2 separate regions of the Mus musculus genome follow, and region 2 is linked to region 1. The links are chromatin contacts, called in public HiChIP or PLAC-seq maps. All regions are on one chromosome and are shown on one strand. Each heading gives the region's core, a stretch centred on a gene start, on an enhancer-like site or on the middle of the called end of the contact. The rest is flanking DNA. Distances are from core to core; before and after follow the strand shown. Region 1 holds the start of Epb41l2 (erythrocyte membrane protein band 4.1 like 2). Region 2 overlaps Epb41l2 (erythrocyte membrane protein band 4.1 like 2).

Region 1 (4,520 bases), core at 1,150-3,649:
TCTTCCTTTTGAGGCAGGCTTTCCCTCTGAACTTAGTCCTTTTGTGTTTTGGCCTAGGCTACTTGTCTGCAAGCTTCACTCATCCCTTAATGTTGACCCCAAAGTGCTAGGGTTATAAGCACCTGCAGTACTATACCTGGCTGCTACCTGGATGTTGGCTTCTGATTTCAGGTCCTCATCAAGCCACCTTTGGGACTATGTGGATCAAGGTTTTATGGGCCCCAAACTTACGTATTGAACTCAGGTTCAACACTGTGGTATGAACCTGCACTGTAGTCTTAGCTACATGTGGTAGGAATATCACTTGAGCCCAGGAACTCTAGGCAAGTGTGGTTGTCTTAGTCAGGGTTTCTATTCCTGCACAAGCATAATGACCAAGAAGCAAGTTGGGGAGGAAAGGGTTTATTCAGTTTACACTTCCATACTGCTGTTCATCACCAAGGAAGTCAAGACTGGAACTCAAGCAGGTCAGGAAGCAGGAGCTGATGCAGAGGCCATGGAGGGATGTTATTGGCTTGCTCAGCCTGCCTTCTTATAGAACCCAGGACTACCAGCCCAGGGATGACGCCACCCACAATAAGCCCTCCCCCTTGATCACTAATTGAAAAAATGCCTTACAGCTGGGTCTCATGGAGGCATTTCCTCGAGGGAGGCTCCTTTCTCTGTGGTAATTCCAGCTTGAGTCAAGTTGACACACCAAACCAGCCAGTACATGATCAACATGGTGAACATCTGTCTCAAACAAAAATGAAATATGTCTTATTCTTAGTATGGAATCCAAATTACAGATATTTAATTTCAATGTCTTGGAAAGTACTGGATCTTGAAGTTTGGTTTATGGGAGCTGCCTCTGTGGACCAGGTCTTAATTATTTCCCTGAAGGTCTTGGGTTGAAAGGCTTGGTCCCCAGTTAATGATACTGTGGGGAGGTGGGAACTTTTGCATGTGAGACCTAGTTGGAGGAGGTTAGGTCACTGGGTATATGTCAGTGGAAGGTATATTAGGACCTCAGTCTCTCAATTCTTGCTTCTCAGATTCCATGAGGTAGTTTGCTCAATGTGGTCCCTGCCGTGATACCTTGCCACCCATTCAAAGTAAAGGACTGGGTGACCAAGGACAGAAGCCTATGGCGCCATGAGGAAATCTCTTCAAAGTTATCTGTTTCAGGCATTTCCTCATAGCAACAGAAAAGCAACACCAATTATTCCAAGCCTTCTTTATGCTAGAAATGTATGTAATCAGGATTCCAGTATTCATTAAACAGCTTATCAAACTCTCCTTGTGTTCTTAGCGTCTGGGACTGAAGTCAACTAAGTCAACTCAAGTTCCTGACACACAACAAATGCTATTATAGCAATAATTTTATTATTTACAAGGATGATTCTAGCAAGTAATTTATTTCCCCAACTCTTTTCTTTTTGATGTAGGTACCCTTTTCATAGCGAGGAACCAGCTGATAAAACACCTGCATGTGTGCCATTACCTGGGAAGTATCCACACGCAAGGCATTGCTACTGATGGTTAATTTGATCTTGCTAATTTTACAATGTTTAGGAAGGAAATTGGCAGAGGTGAATCATTAAAGATTTTATTAGAGGTGGGAGGAAGCAAATGACTAGAAGAACACAGGGTGGGGTTGAAGATGCTGGAGGCAGTGGGCTGCCACTCTGACAGCTTGACATGCAATGCTCAGAAAAGATGAAATAAGTAGAAGAGATTGAGGTCTAATTGTACTAATGTGTAAAACTTACCACTATCTATCTATCTATCTATATCATTCATATATATAATATATACATATCACGTGTGTGTATTTTTTTATTTTAATTTTTTGTCACTGCCTTATCCCCATTATACTTTGCAAGCTAGGTTCTCAATTCTCTGCCGGGAGATATCCTGACTAGTAAGGCTGAGCATCAAAGCGCCTCTCCTCCACAGGGTTTACCCAATCTCTCCTGCCTCTCCCACAGGAAGAATAAATGGATTCTTTTCAAGCCTATCCTGTGAAAGCACTTCTTTCACTGCAGACTGAGGGGGGACCCGGCTTTCCTTATTCGGTTTCCTGGACCTGCTCTACCGTCTACCACGAAAAAGGCATCCAGTGAAGGTTTGGTTAGTGAAAGCACTCCGAAGAAAGAACTTTTCGAAGTTGAGAGGGCATTTAAGGCCAAGATACTCAGAAAGAACGCCTCGCACACGTGCACTGGCTGTCATTATCTCCAGGGTCGCTCCGAGGGCGAAACGCACCCCTGCGGCGGGGCACTGGGCCCGAGAGCCGCGCGAACCCCTCGGGAAGGCCCCCCTCCCACGCCAGCAGGCGCCGGGGGCGTGGCTTTGGCCGTGGGGCGTGGCCTGCCCGCGGGGGTTTCCGCGCCCGGGGCGTGCCGGGCGGGGGACGAGGGCGGGGCTTCCGCCAGGAGGGGGCGGGGCTTGCGCGGAGAGTTCTCTGACGGCCCCAGTCAGGGAATTTCAATTTGAAACCCAGAGGAGGGTGGAGGCGGCGGGTGCGGAGGGCCGGCGGCGTCCGAGGCTGGAACGGGACGCGTTCCCGGGGCGAGCAAGCTCGAGAGGGGCGGTGTCCGGGTAAGGAGGCGAGCGGGCTGCGGAGTGGCGGGCGGGGTCCTGACACGCTGCAGGCGGGAAGCGGACCCCGGCAGGAAGCCCGGACGGCCATCCCGGGCGGGGGAGGGGGCGGCCGCGGGCCCGTCTCTCTCCTTCCCGGGCGGGGACCGCGGCGGCGTCCCCGGGCTCTCGCGCCCCGGCCCTGCCGAGGCGTGCGGCTCCATCCTGGGTGCCGGGGGCTCGCCGCGCCCTCTCTCCCGAGGGTCGCCAGACGCGGGCCCGCGGCGCGCGTGGGCTCTGCGGGAGTCGGGGAGGGAGCGCGCCCCGCCAGCCACCCAGCCCCACGCGCGCCGCAGGTCGGGCCAACGCGGGCGACCCTCTGTCCCCGCCGCCCACTGTGCGGTCTGGAGCTGAGGACAGACACCCTCGCACGTTTTCTGCGGCGAGCCTTCCAGCTCGGACACCAGGCCATCCGCCCCCGATGGCTTCTTTTTCTCGGCGCTGGCAGCTGAGGGGTGGGAGCAGTTTAGGTGAGCTGCAGGTCAGGGGCTACGAGGAGGAAATAACCGAGTCGGTGGCGTTGAGGTTGGCATCTCGGGATCCCCCATCCTCAACCCCAGACGTCTGCGGTGGACGTTAGTCATTAAATGTCCCCAGACGCCAGCCTCAGGCGGGGCCAAGTTTTATTTATTTATTTGGGGTGAAGTTAGAAGAGCGCCCTCTTCCCCCGGTGTCTTATTTTGGGGAGTGGTCTCCGTGGAGCTTCCTTACAAAATGAGGAAGCCCTTCAGAAAATCTGTCACCTGAACAGCTGTCCCTGATTTTTAAGGTTCCTGGGAGAGTGGTAGGCACGGTGGCATCTAGGGGAGTTGTACTTACATTTCCTCCTTTGGGAATCAAGATTCTCTCTGTTTCTTGAACTTTGTTGCATGTGAAATGTGGGGTGTGCAGGGCAGTATGTTCTTGTTTCTGTGATTAGCTACAAAACAAAACAAAAACGGTCTCAGTTTTCTCCACTCATTTTTCTTCAGTCCTTCCTGTCTGTCTTTCTTCTTTTCTTTTCTTTTCTTCTCTCTCTCTCTCTCTCTCTCTCTCTCTTTCTTTCTTTCTTTCTTTCTTTCTTTCTTTCTTTCTTTCTTTCTTTCTTTCTTTCTTTCTGGGAGTTCATTATCTCTGTATTCTTCATTGCCTTATCACGCTGCATTAGCAACATTTTAGTCTACCCTGTCAGACATTCCCGTGGATTTGAGGAAAACTCGATCCGTTTCTTGGCTGTGGGAGATGAAGTTTAGAAGTTGCAGTGCTTGTACAGGTTTTCCTGTGCTATTCAGTTTGTTTGCAGGCTCCTGCTGTGAGAAATCTGGTTTGTCTTGCAGCCCCTGGTGGGCTGCCTTGCAATGTTATCCTGGATCTTGGTAGGCACCAGCAGCCCCCTCAGGTTGCTAGTTTGACATAACTTTGAGAGAGAGAAAGGCTATGTCACCTGTTAGGGCTAGGGCGATCATTTCAATAATTTGGTTTGAGAGCCACCATCAAACCTCAGAGGTCTTTGTACCCTTTGGAGAGCTGGAGGAGTTGAAGTAGTGGTGTGAAGTTTGCCCAGTTTAATCCTATTCTGTGTTCTCCACTTCTGAGGCAGAATTCCCATTGAAGTCAGCAGTGGTCTTGCTTGCAAACTGCCTATTGAGAACAAGAGGCTGCTCATTAACAGGAGAGGACGGTCCCCTCTCCTTTAAAACAATCCCCTGTAAGAAGGATCTAGTCCTAACAGTTCTTCACTCATTTACCTCTAGTAGAAGTAGGACACTGTGTGCAAGAAAAAAAAAAAGTGTGGCTGGATTGAGCCATCAGCTCTCTTGAAGTCTAATGAGAGGGAGACTGTTAAAAGGAATCCAAAGCTCAGCTGTTATTTAACGCCGTGCAATAGATTTTCAGTGATACGTTTCTGTGTAAGAAAT
Region 2 (4,520 bases), core at 1,325-3,824, 100 kb after region 1:
TTAAGTGTTCTCAACTTGTTCAGCTTTAAATCTCAGATCTGTAATTAGTGGTTTAATTCTACCTTTAGATTAAAGACAAATTGCAAGCCTGCCTTTTGAATAGCATGTATTTTTATTAGAGTTGTTTAAGAGTACTCTCCTTAGAAATAGAAACACACTCCACTAAATAAACTAAGTGCCTTGTAAAGCAATAAATTACAAGTTGGTAATGGCTCCAATCAAGTGCTCTTTGTTATTCCTCAAAGCTCCAAAGGAGAGTTACTTGCCAGTCTATCCATCCGTCCTTCCTTCCTTCCTTCCTTCCTTCCTTACTTACTTTTTTTTGAGATTGTCTATTGGTAGATTCATAGGAACGTTTACTTTTTGTAAAATATAAAACGATTCAATATGTTGTGAATGCTTTTGTTAGTACAAACAAAATAGACAGTCTGAATAAGTACTCCGGCAATAGAATTTACTGTTTGAAATTTAAACTTTTAGTATACATGTCTAGTCCATATGGTACACCAGAGCCTCTGATCCCCGTTCTCAGTTGTCTGCTGAACACTCCTGGTTTAAAAGCAAACTTTATCCTCCCATTAAATGTTGTCTGTTCCAGAAGGATAGTTCTGGACTCCTCACCTCTGTGAATAGTCAGGTGCCTGTGATCTAAGTAAAGTTAGAAACCTTTAGTGCACACAGTTTAATCCCCTGCAGTTGGCATGAGCTTTCTCCTCAGCACCATCTCACAGAAGCTGATAGTGAGTGTGTGACGGATTCTGCTTGCCAAGGAAGCCTGGCGGGTGTATCTATCTGCTCATGCATACTATGCCTCAGTGGCAGCTTCTTTCTCTTAGTATCTCAATGCCTGCCTTTCCTAAAGAGTGAGAAATGCTTCCCTCATCCACGGCCTGCCTTCTACCATCCTCTCCCCAGCCCAAGGAGGTGACTTAGCAGTTTCTTCTGTCATCAGCATATTAGTATTAATACAAACCTTATTTGTGTGTTGCTTTTCGCCTCATTACCCTGGTTGTATCTAGAAACAGGATGCTGAAGTGTAAGGAGGTGGGGAGTTGTGTGATGAGGAGACCCAGGGTTTGGCTTAAGATGATAAGATCAGAAGGGAGCTGGGAGTATAGCTCAGAGGTGGGTAAATCTGCATCTCCTCAAAGACAGTGTAAGGCTGATGTTCTCAGTGACAGAAAGATGCCACTTGCTGAAGAGGAGCCAAGCATTCCTTACCTAACTTTGTGGTCAGTGTTTCTTACATGTCACATAACATGATGGTAAAGTGGGATGGGCACTTTAGTACTTACACTTTGCATCTGTGTCCTCTGGGAGACTTACTTTTCAGAAAGTGAGTACTCAAATATAGTTTGAATGTGTTAAGTTACATAATTATGTGACTATAATGCTCATTTTTAGATACAATGTGTTTATATATAAAAATATGTATAGGCAAAATCCAGGTCTCAAATACATTTAGGCAAAACAACTTTCATTCTTCTCAATATAGATGTGTACAGTCTTCCTTTTTTTTTTTCCCCAGAAAATTGTTACTGTCAAAGTTAGCTTCACAGTCCTTCTTTGAAGTTCTTGAGGTTCCCACTGTAGGAGATGGGGTGTGTCCCTGTGTTGTGTGTATGCCAGACCCAGGCTTTACCACCGTGTCAGACTCCTGGCTGTGCTGCTTCCCCACACTAAATACTATGCATTTAAAGAAGCCGTGGGTACTTACTTCAGCCTCTTGTAAAGTGGGATTTAGACAGAGCTATAAGTATTTTGTGTAGCAATTTGTCATGTGGGAAAATGTGTGCTATCTTGGTTTTAGTATAGCATTGTGTCTCTTAGTTGTGACACGGAGTTGGAAGCATTTCAGTTTATTGTGATTATAAAAATGTAAGTTAGTGTCAAACTTTTCACCATCTGTTAAAGTCTCATGTAAACTGTGCTATAGAAAATGTTAAAAGTTTATAGACTAAAGCAACATGCTTTTCTTTGATACAGAATTGTAAGTTGATATAGTTTTGGTGTTCATTAATAAATGAATTCATCATTAAAGATATTGGACTCTTCAAGAGGAAAGTCTTGAATTTTTGTTGTTAACAGAGTCTAACATTTGACTCGACTCAGACATTATATAAGTCAGTTTCCTATAAGCAGTACTATAAGAGGTGCTTTTTAGAAGTATAGTTGATATCCATGCTGTCTTTCTGAAGTTTAAAGGAGTTGACTACTAGCCACCCATCCTCCCCAGAAGCAGAACTAAAGGCGCATAGTAATTAACTTTAGCAAGATCCTACGTGTAGTTCATTTAAACTTTATTATTTTCTGTTCTCCAGATGGGCTATAAGTTTCACTGTGATGCAGAAAACCTGGAACTTCCCTCTTGTGTTGGTGTCATGTGGTTCAGTTCATAGTGAAGGGAGCTGGTGAAACAGTGCGTGTTCTTGTGGAAGGGGAGGGTTAAGACAAGACTACTCTCATCCTTTCAGCATTTGCCTAACACACGAGAACTTGGGTGAATTTGTTAAATTCTCATAGCCAATCTGAGACTCTCCAAAACAAAGAAGACATGGGCACACTTTTGCTGGGGGTGAGCAGTTCAAACTCTGAAATCCTAAGATCCAGCCTGAAGAGTAGTGGGCGACTCCAGGGTGGAAGATGGTCACTTCAGTTGGGTAGATGTTGTGAATTCTATTTTGCTGTTGAGGAAATTGAGGCTTAGTCGGGGTGAAAAATGTAATGAAGTCATAGAACTGGTGGGAAGTAAGTGGTAGTTTGACTCCATATATTTCTAAGCCCAAAGTCTGTATTTGTGGTTACAGTAGCCAGTTCTTTACCATAGTAAGGAACATCCTAGTATTCCCTGAGGGGCTGCTGTGTGTGCTCACACGTGTGTACTTATGTGTCCACTCACCACCATCTTTAATCTCAACATCTTCTTTATTCACTGATGCTGGTTTTCATTTCTTATGTGTCTAATGCTTTATTCATTTTTTTCTTTAAGTGTCAACCCAGAGAAGTTAATTTCCATTTTATTTTTTTGTTTGTGAAGTATGGTAGTATATATATATATATATACAATTTCCTAGCACTTGGAAAAGTGAGGTGGAGGGTCAGGAGTTCCAAGAGCAACCTGACTATAGAGGAGTCAGAACAGAGCAGCACAAATAGTTTATGCTTGGTTTTGTGTAATTGGTAATCCAACGAATATACTTAAGTTCCTCTATAATGTTACATTAAATATTTTAAACTTTTGCTTGATTATTTATAACACTAGTCAAGAAATTATATACCAACCATAACCTACATACTCAAAGATAACTATTCAATAAAAGTAAATTTAATAAAATAATGTGTAGTCATTTAAGAAGACTGCAGGGGAGGAGGAAGCAGAAATGGACAGATAACACTCAACACGTATTGGATTTTAATATTTAATGTTAGGTTCCCTAAAAATGCCAAGCACCCTAGAGAGCATGGATACAGTCTATCCATGCCTGTGTACAACTGTACTCTCAGAGAGTGGACAAGACCTCCTGCCTCCATGGGAGGAATGGAGCTTACATAGTGGAAGCCAGTGTGGTAGGAAACAGTGGTTTCTGCTGCTCAGTCCTGTCATGTAGACACAGCCTCTGGTATCTCTGGGTAAGGATCCTGTACTGGATAGTTTCTGTTGTCAGTTTGATACAACCTAGAGTCCCCTGGGAAGGCGGAACCTCGATTGAATTGCCCAGATCTAGTTAGCCCATGGCCATGTTTGTTAGAGATCATCTTGATTGATGGTAGATGAAGGAAGGCCCAAACCTATTCTGGGCAGCTCCATCCATAGGCAGGTAGGTGTGAGCTATTTAAGAAACCTCACTGAGAATGAAGCAGTGAGAGAGGCAGAAGGGCATGGCCTAGGCTGCATTGCTCTCTGGTTTCTGCTTCGGGTCTTGGTTGAGTTCTTGCTCTAACCCACAGTGATGGCAGGTGACTTACAAGTGTAACGCCTAGAAACACTTCCCTCCCCCAGGTTGCTTTTGTCAGTGTTTCTCGTAGGCACAGGAAAGCAACCCAGAACAGAGCCATACAATACAAGATGCCACAGCAGCCTTCAGTGTGTCTGACAGGCAGTCAGTGTTGTGACAAGTGGCCTAAGGGTGACAGTCTCAATTTAACTTGCCAACTTGTCACTCGTGAATATTTAGATCTTTAGACCCCTTAGTCCCTCCCTGTTATCAGGTAATTGGGAGAGTTGGTCCTGAGGATAGAAAGTGTGGTAGCTGGGACCTCGGGCCCATGTGCGGGTTCCATTGTTCTTCCCTGGAACACAGAAACCATTTGCTTCTCTCTGGCAGGCATCTGTGTCAGCTTATCCTTAAGGAAACTGGGATCTGGGAGGTCTGTCTGTGAGACGAGCAGTATTTCTGTGTCAGGGATAGAAGGGGTCTTGTCACTGAGGTTTGTACCAGTTGTCCCTGAGTCCCTTCCCTTTGTGATCATTACTCTCTTGGTTTCAGTGCCACACATTTAACCCTCTTTCCCCTCTGCCT

Evidence for each region. HiChIP or PLAC-seq counts read pairs in DNA pulled down with a chosen protein or histone mark.
Region 2: a contact with region 1 is called in an H3K27ac HiChIP or PLAC-seq map of microglia, with 4 times the contacts expected there. The contact joins the enhancer-like site here to the promoter of Epb41l2 in region 1. A contact is called at or near these places in 8 of 39 promoter capture datasets (the 3T3-L1 cell line, the C10 cell line, the HPC-7 cell line and 3 more), 8 of 484 Hi-C or Micro-C datasets (cerebral cortex, cochlea, conventional dendritic cells and 5 more), 13 of 115 datasets of contacts at active chromatin or transcription factors (the NIH/3T3 cell line, bone marrow-derived macrophages, cardiomyocytes and 9 more) and 2 of 9 other capture datasets (adipose tissue and liver).

The regions. Positions count from the first base shown.
Region 1 is chr10:25,357,399-25,361,918 of GRCm38.p6, forward strand. Epb41l2 (erythrocyte membrane protein band 4.1 like 2) reads left to right here and starts at 2,400. Exons shown (of 20, transcript NM_001199265.1): 1 at 2,400-2,583.
Region 2 is chr10:25,462,102-25,466,621 of GRCm38.p6, forward strand. All of the region lies in intron 4 of Epb41l2 (erythrocyte membrane protein band 4.1 like 2), which reads left to right. Among named protein-coding and RNA genes, the nearest start is that of Smlr1, 72 kb to the right of the region's middle. Within about 2 kb of position 2,575, at least 12 of the 459 cell types and tissues checked have an H3K27ac peak or open chromatin away from gene starts, as enhancers often do. A contact at or near this core is called in bone marrow-derived macrophages and microglia, where this site is marked.